2 separate regions of the Zea mays genome follow, and region 2 is linked to region 1. Evidence: chromatin contacts called from public Hi-C data. All regions are on one chromosome and are shown on one strand. Each heading gives the region's core, a stretch centred on a gene start, on an enhancer-like site or on the middle of the called end of the contact. The rest is flanking DNA. Distances are from core to core; before and after follow the strand shown. Region 1 holds the start of LOC101027224 (aspartic proteinase nepenthesin-1). Region 2 holds the start of LOC100285157 (transmembrane 9 superfamily protein member 4).

Region 1 (4,935 bases), core at 771-3,270:
CTGTACCAGTCAGTATGAATCATAATCAGTGTAGGTGTCTGTGCATAGCGACACATTGTTTTCTCTCTATCTCTCTCGATCGTATCACTGAGACCTGGTTCTGAAATAATAAATACATAAACGGCGGATAAAATACTTGAGAGTTTGTAACGATGTTAAGAGTGTGCTAATATGGAGCCTGTTCAAGCGCTTATTTGCGTTATAGGGCCTGAATTGTATACCCATAATGCTTATTGACGCGACATCATTTTCTTTAAGCATATGCATCAAAGCATATGCCTAAGCACAAGTTGCATGTACCCATAATAAAGCCTAGCCGCACCCGCACCATACGCAGCATCGCTACCAAATATTAATACACTAGCGCCACAGCCCTGGACGCCACGTTGTGCGCGCATCCTTTTCTCCTCGCCTTTGATGGACAGGGACGAATTTGGTGCCCGTGGCCACGCGCAACTTTGGATCTATTTAGAATATCTTCAATTAATTATTGGAAGAGTAAATTTAGATCGAAACATTATCAGTGGACAATTTCACAAGTGAATCTGTCATCTACCGTGGATCTATCAGATCAGACAGTCGTTTAGATATTTAGAGTTAAATTGTTTGAAGCGAATCCAAATTTGGTGGAGTTTTTTCTCCTTTATTTATTGGGCCGACGACGGAGCTGCCTGCATGTCTGTTGACGGATCGGCCATGGGTGAGGCCGGCCGCCGCACCGCATCACGCGGCGGAACAGCGCACATGTGGTTGGTGAGATGGCCGCTTCCGTTGCTGGTGCTGCTGGTGCTGGTGTGGCCGGTTGGTGCGCGCCTCGGCCTCGGCCTCGGCGCCTCCACCACGATGAGATTATTCTCCTGTCACTTCCAGCGGGCGGCAGCAGTGCGGTGGCGGTTGCGGTTGGCGGTGCGGCACCTGCACTGCACAGCACACCCAATCGGATCCAAAGCCGGAGGAGGAGGCGTCCGGCTGAAGCTTCGTTCCGACGAAAAGATTCCGTCACCGGCTAATCAGATGCAGATGCTGCTGGCTACCTAGATTCTCTCTTCCTTGCTGCAGAGGAACTTGATTACTCTTACTAGTTACTCCTATACGATAGCATATGACGCCGCGTGCCGGCAGATACACAGACTTGGACTAGCATGCAGCTTCGTGTTCACCTCTCTTTCTCTGTCGTTCTGAAATCTGAAGCGAGAATGAGACTTGACTGAAAGACTGAACTGGCTAGCTAGTAGCTATACAGAAACTAGTATAGCTCTCTGACCAAGTGGATATCTGTCGGAGGCACTCCTGCAGACGGTGGTCATTGTTGTTGTCCCGTGTTGCGTCGCATTAGCATTCGGTAACCACCTCGGTCGATCGATCGGTCTAGCATTTTTCGTCAAAGCTAGTACGGGGGGCGATGCTGGACGACATTTATCACTGGCGCGTGATTGCTGTTTAGACTGACAGGTGCGCATAACCGCCAGCTTAATTAATTGAGCATGGTGAGTAGAAGGCGGGGCAGCTTCATAATTGTGCACCTACCTTGCATTGGCTTTTGCGCTGCAGAAAAGCAAATACCTCTCTTGGTCTTGGCTACCATCTCGCTGCTGCACACGTCACAGGCACAGGGCAACAGCAGCAGTCCTAGTTCTGAAAGGCAACAACGATACCGGTACACGAGCCGTCGGCGTCGGAACGGAAGCCTCCAATCAGAAAAGAAAATAAAATGGACCAAAGAATGGAAAACAAAAAAAAGGAGATGGAAAAAAAAACTCTGACGCGCCTGAACTGATACGATCATGATCTCTCAGCAGCAGAGGAGAGGAAAAAACAGTTAGAGAACGGACTACGGAAGCAGTGGTAGTACGTAGTACTCAGGTGGTTGGACTGGATTAAAAGGGGTCGTTTTTCAACCGCCGAGGCTGAAAGCTACCGCGGGGGTTCGCAAGCTAGCAAAGCAGGACGGGCGGGCGCGCCATCGGAATCTCTATAAAAGGCCGCGAGGTGGCCAGGCTTAACTTCATAGAGAGAGCCACTGGCCACAGGCAGGCAGGAGGATCGGACGAGTCGGCGAGGAAGCTGCCTGCTTTCAGATAGAGAGAGTTATTAAGATGGCGTTGCTTCGGCTGCTTGCCATCTCCCTGCTCTTCGCAGTGGCCACTCCTGTCAGGGACATCGCCCACGATGCCTGCTCGTCAGAAGTGAAGGGTACTGCTCCTATCCTCATGTGCTCGTTAGTCACTTGCATGTTTTTTTTTTTGCCGATAATTCATGCATGTGTTTGCTTGCAATGGTTTTTCTGCACGTACGTAACTGACCAGGCTCGTAAACGATATATAGCGCTAGCAGTGTTTCATCTTTCAAATCGAAATTATATATCAGCGGCGCGGCGCTAGATTCATGCATGATCTCCATGCAAACCTGAAAGACTGAAACTTCGGTGGGCAAAATTAGTTTAAAAAAATGAAGCGCGGAGCGGAGGTTGATCGAACCTGTTGCCTAGTCCACGAGTCCACGACAGGCATAAAGCGAGTTTATAACTGAACGAAAGCTGACAGCTACTAGGGTGTGGGACCGTGTGTGAGCCAAAAGGACTGACGATCGAATCTTCGCAGGAAAACATTATCGACAGACAGCATACAAAGTTAGTATGTTAGGTACACTTATGTCTGTACTGTACTAGACTACTGCTAGTAGATTATGAATTCCGTCGCCACTAGCACTAGCTAGCCCCCGCCGCCGCGCAAAGCGTCCAAGTTAGGCCTAGCTAGGCGGCCCAATTGGCGCTTACCACCCTTGTGCTCTGCTACCACACTGATAGGCAGCCTGGCTGGCCCGGTGCCACACACCGTCGAATTTCCTTTTTGACTGAAAACAAAAAAAAAGTGTATGAGAAGACACGCCGCCCGTTCGTTACCATCCACATGCTAATCTATCAACAGGATGTTTTCGCCTGCCGACATGCATTTTTCGAACAAAGGGAGTTTGTTTCATCGAACAAAATGGTGTCTACATTCAGAGGATATGCATGTGTGTAATGTGACCAACATGCATACGCACAGCACGACAGCATAGCAGATAGCAGCCTAGCACAGTAGCACGCAATTATTATTATCTGTTTGGCAACAATAGCCGTTTTTAGCTTTTATCCTGACAAGATGAGATCTAGAGACCTGAATTTAATTTATATCGGCTTTAGTTTTTGGAACCCATCCATCGACCATCGATCACACACGGCTCCGATGGAATTGATGCATGGCTCGTACGCAAGTTGAGATTCAGGTGGACCGAGTAGTACTTCTCCCCTCCACTCCACCCGTGAAGAAAGAAGCCAATCAATCGCTTCCCGATTCCCACCGCCAACCACCGTCCATCACGTCCGGAAAAAAGGATGGCCGTCGAAGTGGGCAGCCAGCCAATGCACTCCTCAAACGTCACCGCACCGGACAGACATGCATGGTTTTCAATGCCGATCGCCCCCCTTCAATTGCGTGCCCACGCTGGCGGCGTAGTGGCATCATGCCTACCAGACCAGATATGTGCTGTGGCCTGTGTGTCTGCGTAGCCATCCCTGCTGTGTTGTACACAAGCATATATTCATCGGTACGACGGTACCAGTACAGTCTTCGTCGTTCTCCTCCCTGGAGAAATATCTTTTGAGGATGTTCTCTCTCTCTCTCTCACACGAAAACATAGTGTGCACGGTATATATATATATATGATCGGATGGTCTGTACTTGACCGCAAAAGACATAAGGCGTATTCAGATGGATGGTCCTTGTCACAAGCCGGCCGGCAACCACTCCAATTAAAACCCGTTGTTGGCCACTTAGCATGCTGTTTTTTTTTTCTTTTTCAGCTAGGACCGTACTACTAATATCTTGTTAACTACCAACTAAATGCATTAGCTTCGTTTTCCCCCCCTTTTTCCCCTTTAACCCTTTTGTCTTGATGCAAGATTGCAAGAGCTAGCTACTAGGTTATTGCCGATGGTAGTTTCGTTCCTGAATAATCAAATAAAACGGTCAAGCTTGACAGTTAAAGTATCACGTGTAATTACCCGAATTGTCGCCAAGCTAGTAGGAGTACTATACACATGTGAGAACTAGGGAATTTCTGATGGTATGGTAGCCATGGAGAGTAGGCGCCGTATGGTTCGCAATTTCACGTGTCGATAATGTATAGCTTCTCTGCCAACTACCTCGAATTAACACGTACAGTACGCGTCTCTTCAATGGAATTTAATACTGTCACACCCAGTTGATGCGTACATATCATCCAGCTACGCTCCAAGGTCTAAAGATGTCCTCGTGATAGAGTGCTCGGTATAGCTAGTATGATGCGCATGATTGGCACTCACAGGCTCCGAACCTGTAAAATAAAGTATTCTTTTCATGCTTGTTTCCGATCATGCGACCCGAAATTCGATCCCCTGGGGAGTTGGGAATATAATGATAAGCTAGTATAGGACTGTAGGACGACACTAATCTCTCGTCAGGCCAGTTTCATTCCAGATCTAGTGACTGCTCTGCATGTTCCAAGATGACTGAAACAGCATTAGCCCACCACATGGCATCGTACTAATACAACAGTATATTTACACATGATTGTGCATTTGGCTTTACATTGGCCACGTCACCACGTTTGGTAAGACGTCAGAACATTACATATGTTGCATCGCTATCTAATCATATAGGGCGGCTACTGGCTAAAAAACTGTACGACAGCCACTGGTGCGGTATTTAGCTCGGAGTGCGTGCGTGCGTGCGTGCGTGTTCGGTGTCGTGGCGACGATAATGCACTGATATAATCTCATAATTAAGCCATGCAGCAGAATGAAAAAAAGGTTGTTACTACAATACAGCCCTTTTGTCACGATCGCAGTACGTAAAGTAATTCGTTTGTGCGAATTAATTTATTACTGACGGAGGTATGAACTGACGAAACTGC
Region 2 (4,935 bases), core at 1,381-3,880, 290 kb after region 1:
CCGATTACGGTCCGGAACTCCCAAGTAAGCTTGTCGGGTCCCTTGGATGGGGTCCAGATCCCTCCGAGTAAGGTCCGGGCCACAACGAGGTCCCGGAACAGGGGATACCCTGGCATAAGCAAGGGTCCGGTACTGACACGTGTCAGGCCTTATCCTATGCGCTTGCGCTCCCCGCTCAAGCGGAGACTCGCTGCTGCCGCGTGGCTTGTTGCTCGTGACGTAAGCCAGCGGGCGGGGCATGACGTAAGGCCTCTAGGCCACGCGGTCTCTACATTTATTGCGGAGAGGACGCGTCGCCTGTCCACCCTGTTGACAGGCGATGTGCCCCCTCAGCATTTAATGCGTCCTGTCCACTCCGCTGGCAGGTGGCACCAGAGCCATCCTACAGACAGCGCGCCTGTTCAGTCCATTATCAAACAGTGCGCCCGTGCTGCGCGGCGCACTGTGTCCATCATCCCTTATACGAGAAGCTTCTTCTGCATGCCGATACTACGCAGATCTCGGATGTCAGGGCGCAAGAATATTGCTCGAGCGGCGAACATTAGTAGCTCCAAGTACTACATCCGTTATGTTCCTGGGCCCACATGTCGGGGCTCAGTACCCTTGTACATGCCCCCTTAGCTATAAAAGGAGAGACATGCAACGCTACAAAGGGGGAGGGAGAAAAAAGGACCAAACTTAGACAAAGACTCCCAGCTCTCAAGCATCCACAGCAATCCAACGCACAGTGGAGTAGGGTATTACGCTCCAGCGGTCCGATCCACTCTAAATCCTCGCGTGTTCATGTGCTCGGTGATCGCTTAGCAAGACAGGCAAATGCTTAAACCCCTTCCTCATCTTAGGATTTAGGGCGGTTGCATTCCGTCACCCGGCTGGAGAATTCCCTCTCCGACAGCACCGCACCAAACCAAAACCCGTCAGGCAAAATAACACGAATCAAAAGGAAGAATGGGACGAGAAAAGGCGCAGACATCCAGCGGGCACGTACCTCCGCTCCATGTCGTAGTGCGCTCAGCCAAGTTTGTCACCGATCATCTGCTCGCCATTCGCTTCGCTGGACAGGGCAGAGATGAAGAACGAAAGAAACAAAGGGAAGTGGGAGGAGGAAAGGAGAAGATGCCCCTTCCATATCGCACATGTGCACTCGTGGAGTTAAACGTGTGGGCCTAGGCGCCAATTTGGACAGAAATACCGCACCACGTAGACTAAGACTGCCATGTCAACAAAATTGGTCTTGGAAAGTGGAAACCACTGCAAGGATTCATGTAGATGGTATTATCATGGTTAGAGGGTTAAACCTCCATTATTAAAGGACATTCTATGATGTATGATGTAGACACCTAATCAAACGAAAGAGGATTATATAGACTTATTCATACAGGTAAACTACATTTAATATATGTGATTATTATTCAAACATTCGCTATAATATAGACTAAACTTTAGAGGGAACCAATTAGGCCTTGTTCGGTTGCATCTGAACTGGAGGGGATTAAATCCCTCCCTAGTCAAAAATGAATAGAAGGGAATTTAATCCTCTCTAATTCCCTTCAATCTAGACGCAACCGAATAAAGCCTTAGAGGGAACCAAACGCCTCCCTAATCTAATTGGGCCAAGTATCCTGTGTATATTAGCTACCGGTGCACGTGATGCACATATATAATTTTGGCCTTTAATTGCTGATCCAATATGATGATTGTTCCACCATAATGATTTAGCAAACAGACCCGCCTGCAACAACTCTCTCACAAAATTCAGAACAAACCCTCCTTACTGCTGAACCCTGGTCGCATGCTCAAACCTTTCTTGCAACAACCCACACAAAATTTCGGCTGCAATGGCGTCCAACAGCATGCGACCAGCAGCCCTCCACGAAGATCCTAAGAATCGCCATCATGGCTCTGGTGCTGTTCATCTACGCTAGAGACTGCTTGGGCGACCAGGGCACAGTGGGGGCGGGGAAAACCGAAGGGGTGGATGTGCTCTTCTTCGTTGATTGGGCGTCGATCGGGAAGAGCGAGAAACACAAGAGCGAGTTTGGGAGCGACAAAATCGGAGGGAATTGGAGGGGCTAGAATCATCTTCTCATCCAAAATAAATAAAAAAAAGATTCTAGCCCCTCCAATCTCTTCCTGTTTTGTGGCTTCCAAACTAGCACGAAAGGTATGCGACAACGCTTTGGCGGCGGTGGTAGCCCCAATGAACACGAAGGACGCCGTGGGTTATCGCAAAACACGCAGGGAATGAAAAGGGAAGGCAAGAGGATATGTTTGCTAAAACGTTCTGGTGGAGCAATCATCCGTTGGATCACCAATTGAAGGCCAGGATTTTATATGTGCATCATGTGCACCGCTAGCTGATGTGTACAATATCGCCATCTAATTATGGCAACGACTAATATACAAACAACCATTATGTGCAAGTGTGTAAGTAGTTCTTTTGGTCCGTTAGATCTAGATATAACCATATTCTATATTTAGCTTTTAAATTCTTCCACCACCTCGTATATTTTATAAAGAAGTTTCTAACAAACCATGATTACATATATGATTGGATCTAGATCCAACGGAATAAAAGAGTTGATTGCACGCTTGCATCTAATGACTGCCTTGCCTCTAATTGGGCATGCAGCCTGAAACCTTGCCTTTCTTTCTTCGGTTCTTCCATTACCCCCAGGCCCCAGCGTGCGTGGTCTCCTTCCTCTCGTGGCGACGACCGAGCGGCCGTCGCTGCCTACGTGCCCAGTCCTGTTCGTCCCTTCGCCGGCGACGGCCACGACCTGGTACGCCCATCCTCTACTCTTCTCTTCATGCTGTGCGGAACCGAGCATCCAAGCCCTAATTTACTATTTGTATTCGGATCTGATCTGATCTGATCTAATTATGCCTACTAACCTGGTGTCCTTTACTGGATCCGCCCATAACTGCATCTCGATTCATAATTTCGTTCATTAGTTCATTGAAAGATTAGCTTAAGAAAATGTTCCTGATACAAATCTAAATATGAAATTCTGAATCCTTTATAGCACTGAAGCAAATAACTGAATCTGAATCCGCCATGATATAAATAACTGATGTATGTCTACTAAGTATAATTTTGCCATGGTAGTGTTTCGTTGAGGAAAGAATGATATACATTGCCAGATGACTCCTAGCTAATTTTGCCATGGTAGTATTTCCTCGAGGAAAGAATGGTATGCATTGGTAGATGACTCTTACCTTACTTGAAGTTAGATCTTTATGATGCATGATAGAGTTTCTGTCTGTACAACTTCTAACATGGCCAATCAGCAACTAAGAAGTGAATACCCAAGTTCGAAATGAGACCATTTCCCACTTACTAAGCACTACCTTTTCCTTCTCTATTTTCAGTTTTTTAATTCAGACCACAATAATAAGTAAACACTTGAAGTTGACAATCCTAGTATATATCTTGGTTATTTCCTTCCAAAATATTTTGTTAGCACGATATGATTACCCTCCCATCTGACTCTCCCCTGGTAGCATCCACCTGCTCTGAGTGTTTGAGTAGTATCACTAGCAGTAAAAATCCATTGATTACAAACAACGAGCAGTGATCAGGACACATCTGGTCGATAATGCTATTTTGATGAATGCACTTAGTTTGTAATATGTAACAGAATCACAGAACAATGTCGATGAAAGAGCGACAACTGAGCATTTGCCATGCACTTTAATTACTTTTATGATCAATAATTTAATACAAACATATGTCTCTACCAATGTTAAAGGATTTTTCACGTACATTTTTTGTTCTACAAAAGAAACCGAGGAAACAACTCAGTTCAATTGTGTAGGCACAATTTTTTTTCTCGAAAACGCAGCAGAATGTAGGCACAATTTTGAAGCCAAGTTAAGGATTTTTTAAATTTCACTTGTATGTTTGGTTGATAGGACCTGAACAATCAGATTGTATTGTTTCAGGGAGTTCAGTAAAGCGATGATTAGTTTTATATGATGACAGTAGGCATCATGTGTAAAAGATGTCTTGTTTTCCATGAATCCATAGTGCATGGTTCTCATTTATTTTTTGGATAAGGGTTCTCAAAGTTTGTGTTTGGGTTTGCCAATTCTGTGTTTACAGCCATAAAATCTCATCCTTCCTGTTTCAGATTAAGGTTGTCTCCAGCAGCGTCCTCTATATCCATCCTCTATACTTGTCCTTTACTTTATCATCCGGAAGATTTCCTCCTCTCCAGCAGCGTCCTCTATATCTCGTCCTCTCTTTTATTTTTTGTACATACGTATTTTTCATACTCTCATTTTTTTTGTACATATTTTAGTTTTGCTAAATCTGTTGTTTAAAGTATTAAAATGGATAGAGGAGATGAGAGATAATCTCTATATATTAAGGACGGAAGAACATCCTCTATATTTAGAGGACGCTGCTGGAGGGCATAGGGGAGGGACTATCCCCTATATTTAGAGTACGATCGTTTTATAGTCCATTGCTGGACTCAGACTAATAGCTGAAGAATTATTGGCTATTAATCTCCCTCCCTCCCCATCCCCCTCTCTCTGAACGTCATGTGCAGGCTCCATGGATGATGTACTAAATCTGTTTGTTAGTCACAGTTTGTCATTAACCATGTTTTTTGTACTCTGCTACACATAATACACATATATTGTGGTTGTAGCAATGACCTAGGGTGTGCATGAATACATTTGTTGTTGTATTGGGCTAATTGTGTCAATCTGGCCCTCCAAGCTAGGGCTGGGCAGATTTACATCAACAGTGAAGAACTGAACCGAACCGACATTGAATCACTGAAAATCTCGATTTTCTTGGTGTCCGGTGATCAGTTCGATTGGTGATCCTGTGAACTTCGGTATTTGGGTGTGGCTTCGGTTTTCATACCACGAACACCGACAAACCGAGCCCCCCTCCCCCCGCCCCGAACTTGACCTGCACCG

Evidence for each region. Hi-C and Micro-C count contacts between places; a contact is called where the count stands out from the background.
Region 2: a contact with region 1 is called in a Hi-C map of ear, with 2.0 times the contacts expected there. The contact joins the promoter of LOC100285157 here to the promoter of LOC101027224 in region 1. A contact is called at or near these places in 2 of 25 Hi-C or Micro-C datasets (ear and leaf).

The regions. Positions count from the first base shown.
Region 1 is chr5:211,756,291-211,761,225 of Zm-B73-REFERENCE-NAM-5.0, forward strand. LOC101027224 (aspartic proteinase nepenthesin-1) reads left to right here and starts at 2,021. Exons shown (of 3, transcript NM_001279913.1): 1 at 2,021-2,193. The coding sequence starts at 2,097.
Region 2 is chr5:212,049,037-212,053,971 of Zm-B73-REFERENCE-NAM-5.0, forward strand. LOC100285157 (transmembrane 9 superfamily protein member 4) reads left to right here and starts at 2,631. Exons shown (of 2, transcript NM_001158051.3): 1 at 2,631-2,783.